Regions from separate parts of the Mus musculus genome. Here region 1 is linked to region 2. The links are chromatin contacts, called in public Hi-C maps. All regions are on one chromosome and are shown on one strand. The core of a region is the stretch at or near the end of the contact, and the rest is flanking DNA. Distances in the headings are between cores, read along the strand shown.

Region 1 (3,371 bases), core at 251-2,750, 130 kb before region 2:
TTTTCCCTGTACACAAACGTGTTCAAATGAATATCAATGTATTCAAATGAAATAAGCTTATGTTCATGTATAAAACTTAAAATATTTTTATTCTTTGAAATTTTCATTCATATATGCCATGCATTTTTATCATGTCTCCCTCCAGCAGCCCACAGGATCCTCTTCCAACATGCCCTCTTTCCTTTTTTAAAGATTTGTTTATTTTCTGAATGGTTCATTTGCCCGCATGTATGCTTTCTGTCTGTAGAGGCCAGAAGAGGACATCTGATTCTTTGGAACTAGAGATACTGATGGTTGTGGGCTCCCATGTGTGTGCTGGGCAACAAACTTAGGTCCTCTGCAAAAGCAGCAAGTTCTCTTTTTGTTTTTAAATTAATAATCCATTGAGACCAGTTAGTAATTCCCACAAGCACATTGATATGGGGCCAACCGCTGGAGCATGGGAAACCTAGCAGGACAGAGGTCACACAGAGCTTCCAGTAACTCTTAGCTAGAATTAGCGGATACGTGTTTCTCATCCACATCCGGGCGGGAGTGCTGACTGGCTTGAGCCCATGTAGTTTGTTATGGTCTTCTCCTGTCTAGACAGAATTTTATAATGCTCTTTCCATCCTCCAACTCCTACATCCTTTACACTCTCCCTCCTTCACCTTTTTATCAGATCATAATGTGCTAGTCGTCAGTTTTCTGTGTCTACCTGACACCCTTTACAGTCATCAGAAAGGAAGGAGCCTCAGTTGAGAAAACGCCTCCATGAGAAACAGCTATAAGGCATTTTCTTCATTAGTGATCAATAGGGGAGGATCCAGTCCATTGTGGGTGGTGCCATCCCTGCACTGGTAGTCCTGGGTTCTATAAGGCAGGCCAAGCAAGCCAAGGGAAGCAAGACAGTAAGTAGCACCCTCCATGGCCTCTGCATCAGCTCCTGCCTCCAGGTTCCAGCCCAAGTTGAGTTCCTTTCCTGATTTCCTCCAATGATGGATTATGATCTGGAAGTGTAAGCCAAGGAAACCCCAACTTGCTTTGTGGTCGTGGTGTTTCATTGCAGTAGTAGAAACCAGTACTAAGGCACATAGAGATCTGTAATACATGAACTATCCCATTAAGACATATGAATGGGAAATTGTTAAAATTCTTGTATGTACACATACTATTTGACTTGTTCATTTGAGTTTACAGTTTTAAGTTTGCCTGGCTAAGGCTATTAGACACTGAATTTTTGTTACTGATTTCAGAATTAGACAAGTTGAACAGGCAGAGTTCATGCATGCCCACATATATGTGCACTTGAGTGTGTGTGTGCATGCACACACACACACACACACACACACACACACACACAGAGAGAGACAGAGACAAGGACATAGAGACAAAGAGAGACAGAGAGACAGAGACAGAAGCTAAACTTGTTCCCTCACAGTAGTATCCCCAAATGTGTGCGAAGAGATCACGCTGAGCTCTCTATCAGGGTCCTAGCCCTTTGTTAGCTGCCCAGCTCTGTGCCAGAAGGAAACCGCATCTGGGTGTAATTAGGGAGAGTCATGATTTACACATTAACGAGCAATGAAATGCAACCCACAGAGGGGAGAAGAGACTGAGGCCAGCTAATAAGTGTCTCTATTTATTAAAGCTAAATAATCAACCTACAAAACAGATCGCAGCCCTTTCCAAACAGGGCCAGGCAGTTACTTCTGTTATCAGCTCCACGGGGAATATGCAGGGGAGCGTAAAGAACTGAGCCATGGGAAGAAGAGAGCCCGCTGAAGACAACAGTAAAACATTTCTCTGATACATCCCGAATGCGGGGGAAGATAATGGTGAAGAAAAGGGAGATGCAAGAGCCATGGGAAAAGGGAGAAAAGTGAAATATGCCTTTTTAACTCAGCCTTCATGCGGGAAGATGATGGGGAAATTTAAATTTCAAAGCCATGCACAAAAACTTGGTGAACAACCTTGATGGAAAGTCCCTAGCAAAAGTACAGAGACTTTAATGCCCCAAATCAAAAGAAACAGGCCAGCAGCCCCTGGAAGAATTCATCCTCTCCTGGTGGCAACTTTGTCAAATGCCAGTTCTTCTGCTAGAAATGATGAAATAAATACCATTTCTGCCTTTGAGACGTTTCAGTGAAGAAGTAAACTACAAACACATGCGCACAGGCACATTAAGAAGAACCGGCCTTGGGAGGCTCCAGCTCTTGGAATCTCTGCTGACTTATGCTTGAATTCTAAACAATAGTCTGCAGTGTAAGGGTGCTGGGGATTTTAGTAGGAAGGTGCCTAGCTCCTAAATAGGTTCCCCTGGATTTTCTTTGCTGCTTATCTGAAGGAAAGCATGCAAAACAGGTTGAGATTGAAGCTCACACACATCAGCCTGAGTAACCACAAGGCTCTGTCTCCCTCTCTCCTTAGTCCCCAGCCTCCTTTGTTTTCTTCCTCTCTACTGGCTCTCTCCTTACTTTAAACATTATGGAGAACAATCGCAAAGACGAATAGAGTCCTTGTGTTTAGAGAGCTTATATGCAGGCAGATTTGTGCTCAGCTTCCTTGAAGATGATGGGAAAACACAGGAGCAACTCTCCTGCCTGTGGGCAAAGGGACAGATGGAAGCTAGGGAGAGCAGGACCAGTGAGAAACTAAGGCTTCGTAGGGTAACAACATTCAAGACAGGTGTGGGGCCTCAGTGAGGACCTGGTTCTCATTATCTTATCCCCACTTTTTGTCTAGGACAAGATAACGGATCTATAGTGCTGGAAAAGGCAGGAGGTGAATGAAGCATTCCAAGCAACATGGCTGTCAGCTGTGGTTGAACACTGTAGCAGGCTAAGGAGTTTCCAATATCTTTCATTTAGATGATTGTTTTAAAAGTGCTATAAATCATTGCATGCTCTCATGTAAGTCACTTCAATGGAGAATTGGGTCTCAAGACCCCAATACACAGACTGCATGTCACAGGCAGATCATTAAGAGCTTAGGTCTTGGAAGGATAGCTCTGTGGGTACATGTTTGTTATGCAAGCATGATGGCCTACCTTCAGACCCTAGCACCCATGTGAAAATCCAAGTGTAGCTTACATTACCAGCAACACCACCACTGGGGACAGAGGGGACACACAAAGATCACTGGGACTTGCTGGCTGCCAGCCCAGCTCCAGGTTCAGAGAGAGACTCTGTCTCAAGGGATAAGGGCAGAGGATGATAGAGCAAGACATACAATGTCTTCCTGTGGCCTCCATGTACAAAGGTACAGACACTATACACAAATATACCAAAGTGGGGTGTAGTCGTGAGAAGAAATGAGGATGGGAAGGAAGGAGGGAATGTGGGAAGGGCTAACCTCGGAACAACACAAATTCCTTTTCTCTTGCTGTGAGG
Region 2 (3,345 bases), core at 438-2,937:
ACTTAGAACCCGGCACGGTGTTGCATGCCTTTAATCCTAGCACTTGGGAACTGGGGTCTGGAGGATCGGGCATATACGGTTATTCTGGGCTGGGTAGCAAGTTCAAGCTCAGCACTGCAGATCTGGCCGGTGAACAGTGAGACTCAAATGGTTGCAACGTCTGTAACATCCTTCCTGGTTTTCATCACGACATCTGTAAATCATGCTATATAATCCCAGGCTGGAACGTTGACTTTTAGTTCTACGCGTTGCCCCTTTCCTATATATTTAAACAGCTGTAAGTGTCAAACTTTTCGGGTAGTCCTTTCTCTAGCACAGGACTCTGGGCAAGCAGTAAGAAGTGCTATAAATCCTTGGGGTTTATATTTATTGGAAGCCTTTTAGGCTATTCCAGGAGACCCTGTGATTTCCTGTGGAGGACAGGTGGATTTTCTGTTTCTATACAAAACCAGAGGCGCCTCGTAATTACGTTGACACGGACCTGCAGCGCCACCTGTTGGCCGATGTCTTGACAATCACCACTCGGCACAAAATTATCAGGGGAATAAAATTTTTATTTCCAAAGAAGCAGCCAAAGTGGGAAGATGCTGGAAGGCCACAGTTAAATGTCTCTTTCTTGTACCGGAGAAAGAGACTCTTGCCTCTCTGAAATTTTTGGAGCTTCTTAATTCTAGTTGGGCAAGAAGCAACAGTTGTCTACTTAAATGATAGGGTGATCTTACCGGGGCTATTTAAACATTTAAAGTTTACATATTTCAATTTATAGCATTTTAGAAGTAGAGATGAAAGTAAGGATCCGTTTCTGTTGATTTTTAAGCAGTTGTTCTGATGCTGTCCTTGCTGGCTTTTCTGCTGTTGTCAAAAACACCGGGACCGGAAACAATCTGGGGATGAAATGGTTTATTTCATCTTCTGCTTTCAGTCTTTGTCTGTCACTGAGGGAAGTCAAGGCAGGAGCTAGAGGCAGGAACTGAAGCAGAGACCATGGAGGAGCGCTCCCTGGCAGGCCTCCCCTATGCTTAGCTATCTTTCTTATACAGGCCAGGTCTACCTGCCTAGGAGTCCTGTACCCACGCTCAGCTGGGACCGCTTGCATCAAGTACTAAGTGATTTTGTTGTTGTTGTTTTGTTTTGTTTTTGTTTTTGATTTTCGAGACAGAGTTTCTCTGTGTAGCTCTGGCTGTCCTGGAACTCACTTTGTAGACCAGGCTGACCTTGAACTCAGAAATCCGCCTGCCTCTGCCTCCCAAGTGCTGGGATTAAAGGCGTGTGCCACCACAAGTACTAAGTGATAAAAGGCGCTGTAGACAGACTCACGTGATGGAAGAAATTCCCCAGTCGAGATTCTCTCTTCCCAGACACATCTATGTCTAGCTTTATGTGGCGCTGTGTGACCTATGCTCACAAATGCTGTCAAAGACCACAGTTTTGCTGGCCCTTCCTCTCCTGTCACAGAAGTTTGTTCGTTTCTCCTCTGCTGAGCTTCTTGTTTCGGGTTTGGATTTTTTAGGTTTTGGTTTTGCTTTTTTGTTTCTAGGTTTTTGTTGTTGTTGTTGTTGCTTTTGTTGTTTTGCTTTTTGTTTGTTTTGTGTTTTGGTCATGTGGAAACATTCTCTTGAGAACTGTGATTCGGGAAGAGCTCTGACTCATGCCTGGGAGTCTCTAAAGAGGCAAATTGCTCACTTGGAAGAACAAGGAGCCAATGAGGACCTGCCTCTCAGGCCGCCTCTCGGCTGCTTCTCTACCCTGGCCTCATCCTTTACAAAGGGATATAAAGTTAATTCAGATGAGCTCTGAGAAGACAGTCAATGGCCGTTCTCCTCAGTGATGAGAGCGCAGGGGTCTGAGCGCCCATAAAGACCATAGACAGAAGTCAGGGAACGCGCAGGGATGGTTCCACTGATTAATGAGAGTCCCAAATTCAAAGACAGACATATGCTTCTCCTTTAAAAAATGATAAATGAACATTCAAGGCCACCTTGGATTATACAAACAATTAAACAAACTCCAAACTGCAAGAAGGAGTTGATACTGTGAGTGTACAGAGACTCTCCAGTCTGCCTCCCCATTCTATCTGTGCCTACCTAGAAGGTTCCTCAGGGATGTGTGGTCCTCCCTCCCTCCCTTCCCTCCCTCCCTGCCTCCTTCCCTCCATCCCTCCCTCCCTCCCTCTCCTTCAGCACAACCCCCCCCCTCACTTCCCCATTATCTCAGCACATTGCATTTGCAAGTGGCCCCTACTCACTTGCTTCCTTGAGAATCCAGTTTTGTATACGGCCACTGGCATTTTAGAAATACAGATCCTGTCATTTCTCTGCTTAAAGCCACCAAGAAGGAACAAAACTCAACCTTCTTAGCACAGCATATCAAACTTTCCAGTTTGGCTCAGATTTCCTGCCCAGGTTTCTCTTCTGGCTCTGGCTCCACCACTCCAGGGCTAGGCGCTCTCTGACACGCACTGGTTGTCTTTGAGCGCTCTGTCTATATTTAAAGTCTGTTTCTGCAGCTGGCTGTGTCCTCCACTCCCATCTCTGGGTAAATTCTCCTTGACCCTTCAAGGTGCATTCCCGCTATCTCTGCTCCTCAGGAGCCTTCCCCAGAGCTAGCCTACAGGATGTGATTGCCCCTTGTTATCGCCTGTACATATTATACCATGAAATTCATTGTGTTATACCACTGGCTGATGAATCTTCCTCAATAGATCATGGGCTCTCTAACGTAAAAATCTCTGATAGATCCTGCTAAGGGCTTTAATTATCATGCGTTGTTCTAGAATAGTCACTGAAAATTAAACAAGAAACTGTCACTGTGCTAAAGACTAGAGATGCAAAAATTAGCCACAAAATGATTCCCACGGTCCCGTCAATCAAGGTCTAAAATGCTTGCGAACAGAGATGTGTGCTGTGTGTTCTACAAAGGCTAAATCCCACTGCAGTGCAGCAACTTCGACTGGAGAGGAACAGAATCAGCAATGAAATGCTGTATGGAATATGTGATACTTTAGGTTTCTTTCCACGTAATTATTTTATTTTATTAACACATGGTCTCAAGTAGCCCAGGCAGGCCCTGGGCTCACTATATAACTGAGGGTGGCCTTGAACTCCTGATCCTCCTGCTTCCATCTTCCAAGGGCTGGGATTATAGAACTACGTTATCCCAATGACTCAACATCTTAGTGTTTACTTAAATATATAACAGCTGTATACGTCTTTACCATCTTAAATTATGGAGTGTTTTAAATTGTATTTATCTGGTGAGGAGACACGCATGTGGAGATCCGAAGGCAATTGCTGGTTGGTTGTTTCCTTCTTCTGGGTGAGCTCCAGGGATGGAATCCAGGCCCCC

What was found. A called contact is a pair of places that touch in the nucleus more often than the background predicts.
Region 1: a Hi-C map of uterus shows a contact between it and region 2, with 13 times the contacts expected there. The contact joins two enhancer-like sites. A contact is called at or near these places in 1 of 39 promoter capture datasets (embryonic stem cells), 3 of 15 datasets of contacts at CTCF or cohesin (embryonic stem cells, hippocampal excitatory neurons and liver), 107 of 484 Hi-C or Micro-C datasets (the AtT-20 cell line, B cells, the C2C12 cell line and 57 more), 13 of 115 datasets of contacts at active chromatin or transcription factors (PVALB interneurons, astrocytes, bone marrow-derived dendritic cells and 3 more) and 2 of 9 other capture datasets (adipose tissue and embryonic stem cells).

What each region holds. Positions count from the first base shown.
Region 1 is chr9:116,555,065-116,558,435 of GRCm38.p6, reverse strand. No RefSeq gene overlaps it. Among named protein-coding and RNA genes, the nearest start is that of Gm39449, 32 kb to the right of the region's middle. Within about 2 kb of position 1,500, at least 22 of the 459 cell types and tissues checked have an H3K27ac peak or open chromatin away from gene starts, as enhancers often do. A contact at or near this core is called in uterus, where this site is marked.
Region 2 is chr9:116,423,588-116,426,932 of GRCm38.p6, reverse strand. No RefSeq gene overlaps it. Among named protein-coding and RNA genes, the nearest start is that of Gm31559, 32 kb to the right of the region's middle. Within about 2 kb of position 1,687, at least 7 of the 459 cell types and tissues checked have an H3K27ac peak or open chromatin away from gene starts, as enhancers often do. A contact at or near this core is called in uterus, where this site is marked.